Linked DNA regions of Zea mays: region 1 is linked to region 2. The links are chromatin contacts, called in public Hi-C maps. All regions are on one chromosome and are shown on one strand. Each heading gives the region's core, a stretch centred on a gene start, on an enhancer-like site or on the middle of the called end of the contact. The rest is flanking DNA. Distances are from core to core; before and after follow the strand shown. Region 1 overlaps LOC100382706 (Protein ESKIMO 1). Region 2 holds the start of LOC100502161 (jasmonate-regulated gene 21).

What was found. Hi-C and Micro-C count contacts between places; a contact is called where the count stands out from the background.
Region 1: a contact with region 2 is called in a Hi-C map of ear, with 1.8 times the contacts expected there. The contact joins the enhancer-like site here to the promoter of LOC100502161 in region 2. A contact is called at or near these places in 2 of 25 Hi-C or Micro-C datasets (ear and tassel).

What each region holds. Positions count from the first base shown.
Region 1 is chr3:188,225,340-188,230,341 of Zm-B73-REFERENCE-NAM-5.0, forward strand. It overlaps LOC100382706 (Protein ESKIMO 1), which reads right to left. Exons shown (of 5, transcript NM_001175429.1): 4 at 4,893-5,002; 5 at 1,866-2,582. The coding sequence ends at 2,207. Among protein-coding and RNA genes, the nearest start is that of LOC100382706, 4.2 kb to the right of the region's middle. Within about 2 kb of position 1,807, at least 20 of the 20 cell types and tissues checked have an H3K27ac peak or open chromatin away from gene starts, as enhancers often do. A contact at or near this core is called in ear and tassel, where this site is marked.
Region 2 is chr3:187,949,096-187,954,375 of Zm-B73-REFERENCE-NAM-5.0, forward strand. It overlaps LOC100502161 (jasmonate-regulated gene 21), which reads right to left and starts at 2,676. Exons shown (of 4, transcript NM_001196639.1): 1 at 2,570-2,676; 2 at 1,570-2,136; 3 at 1-178. The coding sequence starts at 2,093.

The DNA of each region.
Region 1 (5,002 bases), core at 557-3,056, 280 kb after region 2:
TATTTCGGAGGTATGGGTTTAGGTTCGGTTCCTAACCTTTGAAATCCGAATAGACTAAATAACCCAGAATATAAAAAACTCTTAATATGTAGTGATGGTATTATTATATGATTTATGAACTTATTAGCTAAAAATATGGTATCATCTTAACAATAGTATATATATCTCTTTATGCTATTTTTTATAGTCACTTGTGGTAATAATTGTACTTCTAATTAATTATTTATTTTATATATTTGAACAAAAGATACTAGTATCTCTACTATTCGGGTCTATTCGGTGGACCGGATAGACCGAACCAAAATTGTGAGTCTATTCGGGTTTGGTTCATAAAATTATTTTGAAAATTTCGGTACTTATTTTTTAGAACTCAAAATTTCACAAACTCGAATAGACCGAATCAAATTATCCTAATAGACCAAATGTCTAGCACTATTGGTAACTATGCACGGAAAGCCGTTGGAGACCTTGCCGCCCTCGCACTTGTCTCGCACCACCGGCTAGGGGTGAAAACGGGTCGGGTATACCCGTCGGATACCGGATACGGATAGTGCAAATACCCGTTTTTTCGGATACGGATTCAGGTATTTTTATATTCGGGACGGATACGGGTAGTACCCGGATACTGTAGCTTCGGATACGGAACAAGGACTACCCGGTAAATACCCGGATATTCGGGTCGGATACGGGTACCCGGAATTCGGGTACCCGTTTTTTCTTTTTCTACATAATAATATAGTTATAAAATCATAACTTTTACATATGAAATCGGATGAAGATAAAGTTTATATAAAAATTGTAGAGCTCGAAGAGATCTATAACTTTGTAGTACATCATTTTTTGTTTAAACATATATTTAGGCCAAAATTATTAAAATTATGTCCAAATTTATATCAAATTAATATAATTTATTATTTTTATGTGGAGGGCTTAAGGTTATCTCCACGTGGGAACTTAAGGTTATCTTTGTATAGACTATTTATTAGTATTGTTAACTTATTTGTAATTTTTGGTCGACACTACGTTATTTGATGGATTTAATTGTATTTTGATGATTTTCTACAATAAGAAATTAATAATATATAAATAGTCTCAAAAAATCATGAAACTTTACGGAGGCACAACATATGTTCCTATATAACCATAAAAAATGTTTGGATCATAAGAACTATAAGATGCCCGCGTTTCTTCCATTTCACGTTCACTTATTTGTATGAGTTACATGTAAAATCACTATAAGTATCAAATTTCAACGTAATCAGTACTTTACTTTATCATTTTCATATGAGGTCTTGAGTTATTTTCATATAAAATGTTTATTTGTTTTTGTAACTTATTTCCAATTTTTGATTGAAACTAGAATATTTTATGAATTTTTAATATTGCGATGTTGGTTCTACAATGTCCTTGTAATTAGTAACTTTGAACTCCATGATGTCAAATTTATTGGTTTCCTTTCCTACATTTGATCTATCATATACATGATTATGTATTGCTTAATTTATATATTTGTTGGGTGGTTGGACAATTAATATCATCGGAACGAACTACCCGACAATTATCGGTACCTACCCGAGTAGTATCTGTTATCTATTTCTTACCCGCCCGGATTATTAACCGGTCCCGTCCTGTATCCGTCCTGAATCTTAACTACCCGTATCCGGTCCCGTATCCGAGAGAAATACATTATGGTAGAATACGAGATGACCTTGTACCTGACTGTATCCATCCCGTTCAGGGCAAAGGAGATACGGGAGTTTCAGTGCCAAACTGAACGCCAAAAGCAGCGCGGAACCTGTCCGAATTGGGTCGGGCCCATCAGGCGGCCCACGAGGCTGGACGCATGCGAGTGCCCGTTTCTGTGTAAACCATATTTGCTCCGGTTTTTGTTACCCCGGCGAATGTACATTTTGATCGATCTGGGATAATCAATGTCGCAGCGCGCCCATTTACAGTCCATTTTCACTTGACTGACCTATACCACCTATATATATAATAAACAACCAAAGGCGTCTGTCGACATGGAAAAAGACCAGAGAGAGAGAGAGAAATATGAAGAAAAAAAAAGAGGAGAGAGTAAAAAAAAAAATCCTTTCAGAACCGACGATTGTGTGTATAACCAGTCCACCAGCAGCCAATAAAATGGAATTGGCGAGCCGAGCCGAACCGAAGGGTTGGCCCTCTTGTGCCGGTCTCTGTAGCCGTTTCACTGGAACTGGACCGCAGGCCTGGACAGTATCCTGGTGTAGAGCATGAGGTTCCAGATGTCGGGCACGCCGGGCAGGCACCAGTGGATGCAGTCGGCGTAGGTGGCCGGGTCGGCCTGCTCCTCGGGGCCCAGCACCTTCCCCTGGCGGATGGTGTGCACGGAGGTGTGGCCGTCCTTGCGCCGCTCCGACATGGTGGTGATGTCGAGGAAGGTGATGGGCACCCGCGGCGACGCCCCGCCCCCGCGGGACACGTTCCTCGCCTGGTGGAACATGTCCCAGTCCATGCCCAGCCACAGCGGGCCGTGCCAGTCCAGCAGCGGCATCGTCTCCTTGGCGCACCGGATCCCGTCTGGGTTGCCCCACACCTGCGGGCTGTTGTTTGTTGTTGTTACAAACACACCAGAGCATCGATCGTCAGGTGACTTTTCAGTAAGCCGAACTTGTAAACTTGATATATATGTATATATAATAATAAAGGAATGCAAATGAGCCGGTGAAAAAAAAAATCGATCCGGATTTCTACGTCTGACGTGAATTGCGAAACATGCGTTGTGCGGTACTCTGTATGGCAAGTGAGGAGTCTTGGCAGCGATCGTCACTTGTTCTCTTGTGTGGTTCGCGGAGCCTCGACCGTATCTTTCGACGTGACATGCCTCCAACTACCCGCAGGCTCCGTCCGTGGACGCATCCGCGAATGGAGGAGGGGAACAGTCCACGATTTCGGTGAATCTTTCTGAGCTAGGCGCGCCGAACGGTTCTCCTTGATACTACCGCCGATATGTCTACTTCAAAGGACAAAAAACACCACCAGAAGCACACATCTCTGCAGGCTGCAGCCGGCTATTAGTGACAACACGAACCTCTCTAGGTACAGCGCGCTGCCGTCCAGCTACTCCAATACCAAACTAAGCCGGGCTAGTGACAACACGAACCTCTCTACGTCGCTTCCGTCTAGCCACTCCAATACCTTCTTGCATAAAACAACCGCCAAAGACAAACGGGAGAATCTCCGAGTTTAAAAAAAGAAGAAGAAGAAGTAGTAGTAGTAGTGTATAGTACAGGACGGACAATTCAAAGCGGTTTGCTTCACGGAACCTCAGCATCTAATCACTTCCCTGATAGCCCCCAGCCCCCCACTCCTTAAATTTTTAGTTTTTCGTTCCTCAGCGTTTTAGGTGAGAGCTTTCGTACGGCGTCATCCCCGGGCCAGCTGGCCAGATTGTTGTTTGTCCGTGTCGATCGACAGGTAACCAACGCAACCTTCCATTCCATTTTGATCCTACCAGTAGCGGGGCCGGCCGCGTGTGTCCCATTGGTTTCTCAGTGCGTGCGTGCGATGCAAGGCGAGGCAGCAGTAGTTAAGCACTGGCATTTCGTATGCTAAAGATGCTACCGGAGACGGATGAATTTAAAAGAACTGGGTGCTGACTCTCAAGAAGGGGGATCAAGTGAGACTGCAATAGTACGCAACTAGAAAGCAAAAAAAAAAAAAAAAAAAAAGGCAAAGTGTCAGATGCAAGTAGCCTTGAGGCCGCAAGGTGGTCGCGGACAGACTGAAGAGGTTAATTTGATAACTGGACCAACTTTTTTAAAAAAGAAAAAAAAAACTCTTCTTCTGTAATGAGATCCTAAAATTCCGGCAAGGCGCGGGACAAAGAAAGGTGCCAGTGGCTAATCACGGATCGCGCACAGCTGCCGGGCGGCCAAAGGAGAATCTAATTGGAAGCTTCGGCACGTCTGGTTGGTTCGTGCAAACGATCGCCCCCCCCCCCCCCCCATGTGATGAGACAGGTACGCGCAACTGTCCTAGAGTTGTAGTACCGGAACACACTACTACTACAGAAAAAATGGATTCGGACCCCTCCCCCTAACAAATTATTGAGATTTAGAGCTGAGGGAAGGTGCTGGTCCAAGTAAAGTGACGTCTAAAAAGTCGCGTCTACCATCTGTTACCGTAGCGCTGGAGTACAGTAGCAGTGATCGATCCGCTATATATATATATATATGCTCCTCATTGGGATCGGTACTCCATGTGAGCAGCTACCACTATGCAATGCATGCAGCGTATTACACGTGGGCTGAAAACGTCAAACCCTTGAGATGGTAATACCGAGTCAGTCCGCCGCCCCCCCCCCCCCCCCCCCCCCCCCCCCCCCCCCCCCCCCCCCCCCCCCCCCCCCCCCCCCCCCCCCCAACCAAAACACCAGCGGGCGCCGGGCGCCGGGCGGGTGATCTACTACTCTGACATTTTCCAAACCCGTCCCCCAAGATAACGACCAGTACTCGTCCCGACGCACCCTTTCCCTCTCGACTCCAAAAGGAGAGACAGAAGAGACCACGCGCGAACGCGCTGGCCGTTTCGCCCACGGCACGGGACCACCCACCGCGCTCACTCCGCCACTAAACCATGCCCTGTACTAGGATAGGATCTGCACGGTCTCTCTCGAGCGGGACAAGCTCGATGCGGATCTTCGGCAGGCACCAGCACCAGTGCACCACGCACGCGCGCGCAGCCATGTACTGTACCTTACCCTTTGCTACGCGAAACGAACAATGGATCTGGCGCGCCCCACACGCGTGCGTGACGCGTCGCGACGTTAATTAATTAAGAGCCGTTGTTTGTTGAAGAGCTTCAAGTACTACTACTACTGCTACTAGGTAGTAGGAAGTGGGCCGGGGTACCTGATATGGAGAGGAGACATGCTCATGAAGAAGACGGACGTGCGCGCCGGGTCGACGTTGTCGTTCACCCAGCTCGCCCACGTCGTCAGCACCTTCCGGTACGCTTCGAT
Region 2 (5,280 bases), core at 1,426-3,925:
CAGGTCCGGCTGCGGGCACCGCGGGTAGTAGTTGGCGCGCAGGGTGGCGCCGCAGCAGCCCGCCCCGCCGAACGCCCGCTGAAGGTGCGCCTCGTCCAGCCCTAGGCTCACTGACATCACCCGCATCAGCAGCTCGCACAGCCGCACCACCTCGCGTCCGTACTCCTCGGACACCTCCCTGTATATAGCATATATACACGCACATGATGTATACACATCAATACAGTACATGAGCCGCTAGCTACTAGCTATACTGTTGTACGTACGTGCATGTCAGTAACTAACAGTAATCTTGTCCTTCGACCACGTGTATGTGCCGGTTTTTTACTGCAGCAACGGGCAGTCCCAGCACAGCCAATTTGGCACCTGGCATGCATGCAGGAGTAGAAGCGTGCTAGGAACGAGGTCTACAACGACAGGGACACCCCTTTTATGATTTAGCAGCAGCACGTCCCGGTGCCGTGCTACTCGCCTACCCCCATAGCTTTGGAATTCTTGACCAGCTGCATGCGTTGCGCTGTGGCTCTCTAGGCATTTTGCATGCATGAAAGCACCATGGACCTACTTTCCATTTTTCATGCACGTGTTGTATTTGGACGCTGAGTCATTGCTACGGCGGGACTTGTTTTCTATGGAGTACTTAAAAGTGTTATCTATGCATTTTAGGCCGGCTCCACCCAATGACTAGGGAACAAGATGTAATGGTTGCTGGAGAAGTACGGCATGCATGGGCAGGGACAGTTACGTTAATCTATTTCCTAACAGTCAGTGCACTGTCGTTCTCTCTGGTAAAACATCATTAATCCTAAATATGTGTTCATTAAGGATAGAACAATTAAATATAGCTGTGTAGTTTTCGCAGTATGTCACTGATAAAAAACATTTTTTTGCCAAGGACATCCTTTTTCTACACACTCTTGTTTAAACATATTGTATTTAATATATACACAAAAAACAAAGCCATATAATCATATGAACTATATATAGCATCATCTAAAATGTTGAACTGTGAAACTTTGAGATTCACTTTTTCTTCCATATAGGCATATGCCCAAACAGAAGAAAAGGTGAATCTCAAAGCTTGCAGGGTTCAATCAAACTCAAGCTAGCCCACTCTTCCTAGGGGCCGGGGGGTCTATGTAGCAGCACCTTATATAGTACTCCTACACATAATTAATGAAAGTTTCATAAGAACAGTTCAATTCTCCTCGATAGCCAGAAATTATTTCATGCATGTGTTCCAAACGGGATGGAATCGGAGCTAGCCTCGTGTTGATTACCTAGTACATAACAACATCGCCACAGCTCTAAATGCATGCACATGCATGATGGGAAGGCACGCTAAAATTTGTTGCAGCCCGGCTGCAAACCAGGCTATTTGCAGCCCCTCACAAAAAGGTGGATAGGCCCCACCTGCAGGTCCACCAGATAACGTTTTAGTTGTATTATTTACCTGCGGGTGGGACCTATCCTCCTTTTTGTGAGGGGCTGCAAACAGCCTGGTTTGCAGCCGGACTGCAACAAATTTTTTTCCAAGAAGAAGGGTACGAAATTTGGAAGTGGGCGTACTTGCAGTTGCCGGGCACGGCCGGCCAGAACTTGGGCGTGCTCTTGGCCGCCTCCGGCGCGAGGTGGAGGAAGAAGTAGTCGCCCCAGTCGAGGGCGGCGCCCTTCTGGACGCCGAGGCGGCTGCCGTAGCCCTCGTACGTGCGGGGCGAGTTGGCGTAGCGCTGCCTCTCCGCGAGCGGGCGGCGGAAGAAGCCGCGCCAGGCCTCCCGCGCCGCGCGCAACAGCTCGGGGCGCACCCCGTGGCCGACCACCTGGAAGAAGCCCCACTCCCGGCACGCGGCGGCGACGGCCTCGGTGACGGCGGCGCCGCCGTCCGCCGCCAGCAGCGCGCCGAGATCGACGACCGGAATGCTCATGTCCGAGGGCTCCGTGGTCTCCTGGACTGTCGTTGCCGCCGCCGGGGACACGGCGGGGCGGTCGCACGGCGGCTTGACGTAGCAGCGCGGGATGACGGACAGGCCGCTCTCGGCCAGCGCCTGCACGCGGACGACGGGCTCCGGCCACTCCTGCATGCAGTCCGCCATCTGTGTGTATCTATATCGTCCCTTCCCTGCCGCCGCGCGCAGCCTATATGCATGCAAACAGTGAAAAGAATTAACGATCGGCGCATGCTGCTGAGAGCGAGGAAGAAGTGCATACTGCCATACTGGGTTCTGGGTCCTATACGACGTACAGTACGTGGGAAACTAGGTGACTACGGCATATGCATTCAACGCGCGAAAAAGGTGGGGGAAAACACGAGGAGGGGATCGGTCTCCGATCTTGCTCGGGAATTAAATGGAGCGCGACATGGCACGAGATGGGATCATGGGAATGCCGGTGTGGCGACTGACGACGACGACAACGACTCATGCACATGCAGTGTGGAGATGATGAGGGTGAGGTATGGACGACGCGTGCTGTGCCAATCAAAACACGTTTGATCAAGCTGATGATGAGCTTGATTCGCTAGAATACCAGCGAGAGTAGAGAGAACGTACTACAAGGGAACGTTACGTACTGGGTCAATTAGCTAGCTAGACCTCGAGTAGTTCTTGAAGAGAGAGTGAGAGAAAGAGGTGGACGGCTGAGCCTGCGGTGTGCTTGGGCCGGCCCCTTGATGCTTTGGATGGCTTAATTAGCTAGTGAGATCGAGACCCAACAGGGGTATATATAGTCAGAGATGGAAAGAGACGTTTACGAGAGAAAAAAAACAATGCCAGCGATCGAGCTGCTGGTAGGTGGTAGCTCTGCTTTGTTCGGTCCTCTGGGCGGACATGCTCGCCTGGTCTGGTTGTCGATCCGCGCGGCCGCGGGGACCGGGGGGCGAGCGGCGAGAGCGACGCACACAGCTGACGGCTGGGCACCGCGGGGGACCAAAAGCCAAAAAGGGTTGAAACGTGTTTTTTGTGCGTTATTATTGTTTTGTTTGTGCCGGATCGGCTGTGGCTGATGCTGACCACTGGATGGGCAGCTGGACTGGGTTGTAAACGTACTACTACTAGACCCTGTTTGTTTTGGCTTCTGGCAGCTTCTGGCCACCAAAAGCTGCTGCGAACTGCCAAACGCTCAGCTTTTCAGTCAGCTTCTATAAAATTCGTTGGGGCAAAAACCATCCAAAATCAACATAAACATATAATCGGTTGAGTCGTTGTAATAGTAGGAATCCGTCACTTTCTAGATCCTAAGCCCTATGAATAACTTTATCTTCCTCCACACGTAATCGTAATGATACTCAGATTCTCCCTACAGCCAGATTCTCCCCACAGCCAGATTCTCAGAAAAGCTGGTCAGAAAAAAGCTGAACCAAACAGGCACCTATTAGCCTCTCGTCCGGTCCGACCGATTTTAATTTAATCCTTTTTTTCCAGAAAAAAATCACATTTATATCCTTGCTAGTCAAAATCTTGATTCTGGACCATAGAGGTTGGCGTCAAATGCAGCTATAGAGTCGAGCTAAAATAGTTTGGTGTCATAGACAACAACGTCGATGTTGTCATGTTGTATATATTTGTGTTCGGTGTGTTCCCGTTGTTGATGCTATGACACTGACGAGGCACCCACCTTGGCTCCACAAATCTTACGAAGGTCAGACATCTTTAGAACTTGTTCCGTTATGAGTGAATTGAGAGGGATTAAATCCTAAGGATTTATGTTTGGTTATGGATGGATTGAGAGTGATTGGAGACATAAATCCTCAAGATTTAATCCCCCTCAATCCACCCATAACTGAACAAGCTATTAGTGTGGCCATTACCTCCATAGTCATTGTCTCCCTTGCTTTGTATATGCCACTTCCATCCAAAAACACACCCTCTCCCGCCGTCCTTCGGACCCACGCATACACCAACAACCCTCTCCGCCACCGAAGTCCCACCGTCCTTCGGACCCACGCATACACCAACAACCCTCTCCGCCATCGCAGTCCCGCCGTCCTTCGGGCCCACACATACACTAACAGTCCTCTCCGCCACCGCAACGCTCGTTTCCACCACGATCGTGAACGGACATCTCCCGACGTTCCAAAGAAGTATTGTGGCCAGCTGCTGTCGGGTATATATATCCACTGGGTCCTCGCGACCCAGATTCAGTCTGTGGACCGTTATAGTACCTCAGTGGGCTAGAGAGATAAACCTCGAAGACTGATTAGTCGAACTCGGCCAAAGGATGATGCAGAACTCGAATACGTGGGTGTGAAGGCATCGTAACCAACTCCCGTGCATGCATAAGACAAGATAAGCCGGATAGAGATTCACACACTTGCGAATTAGTCTGAGTCAACTCCTTAGATGAAGGCATAGCAATAGCGATCTACTTAACCATGTAAACCCTAATTCTGTCGGATATAAGGTGGGTTAGGGATCCCTACAAAACAATTGGATCCTCGATTAGGCATAGCTAGAGCATAGTTCTCGTCAACTCTATAACCTTAGACCCCAAGAGCAATTCCATCTCAACAGCACACATGATGTATGGTATTACGCTTCTTAGTGGCCCAAACCTGTATAGATCCTCGATCGTGTTCTATCGTGCTTAGCACGAACCATCGAGCTACCGTCGACTTCGCCGACCACAAAATCACTCTATGGTATATCTCATAGTGTGTTGTTAGTGCTAAACACCGATAGTTGTCGCCTTGCATCTCCGTACTTGCGTCCTCTCCACCGTGCTTCCCCACACACTCGTGTAGAATTTTTAAAGTACATAATTTGCATACTAGTGAGTTTAACTAGTAACAATTAGCATTCAGGGAAGACCATTCCCTGACTCGGGAGACTGACTTCAGGACCCACCATGGAGAGAATAATACTCCCGAGGATGTGGCCTCAGGACCTCCTTTGGCCAACAACTAGGAGGGCCTCATCTATGTGTAGGTTTATGCGGGGGCATCCTTTAAATTAATTCTTCAAAACTTTATCCCGTGGCATACAAACATAAGCCACCGAGTCCCCTTGTGCCAAGCAAACTAGGGCACCTAATGGTATAAGCCCTCGGCGGCCCTCACGCCTAGAGCACCTTTTTTTGAAAGACCAGGAGGGGGGTCCCCTACTGTAAATGCCCTAGAGCTAGAGATGGCAATGGGTACCCGAAACCCGAATACCCGACGGGTTTTACCCGATATGAAGGCGGGTACGGGATGATTTCTCTACCCGCGGGTATGTTAATGGGTAAAAACCTCTACCCGTTGGGTAGACGGGTACGGGTATGGGTTGGTACTACCCATACCCGTCT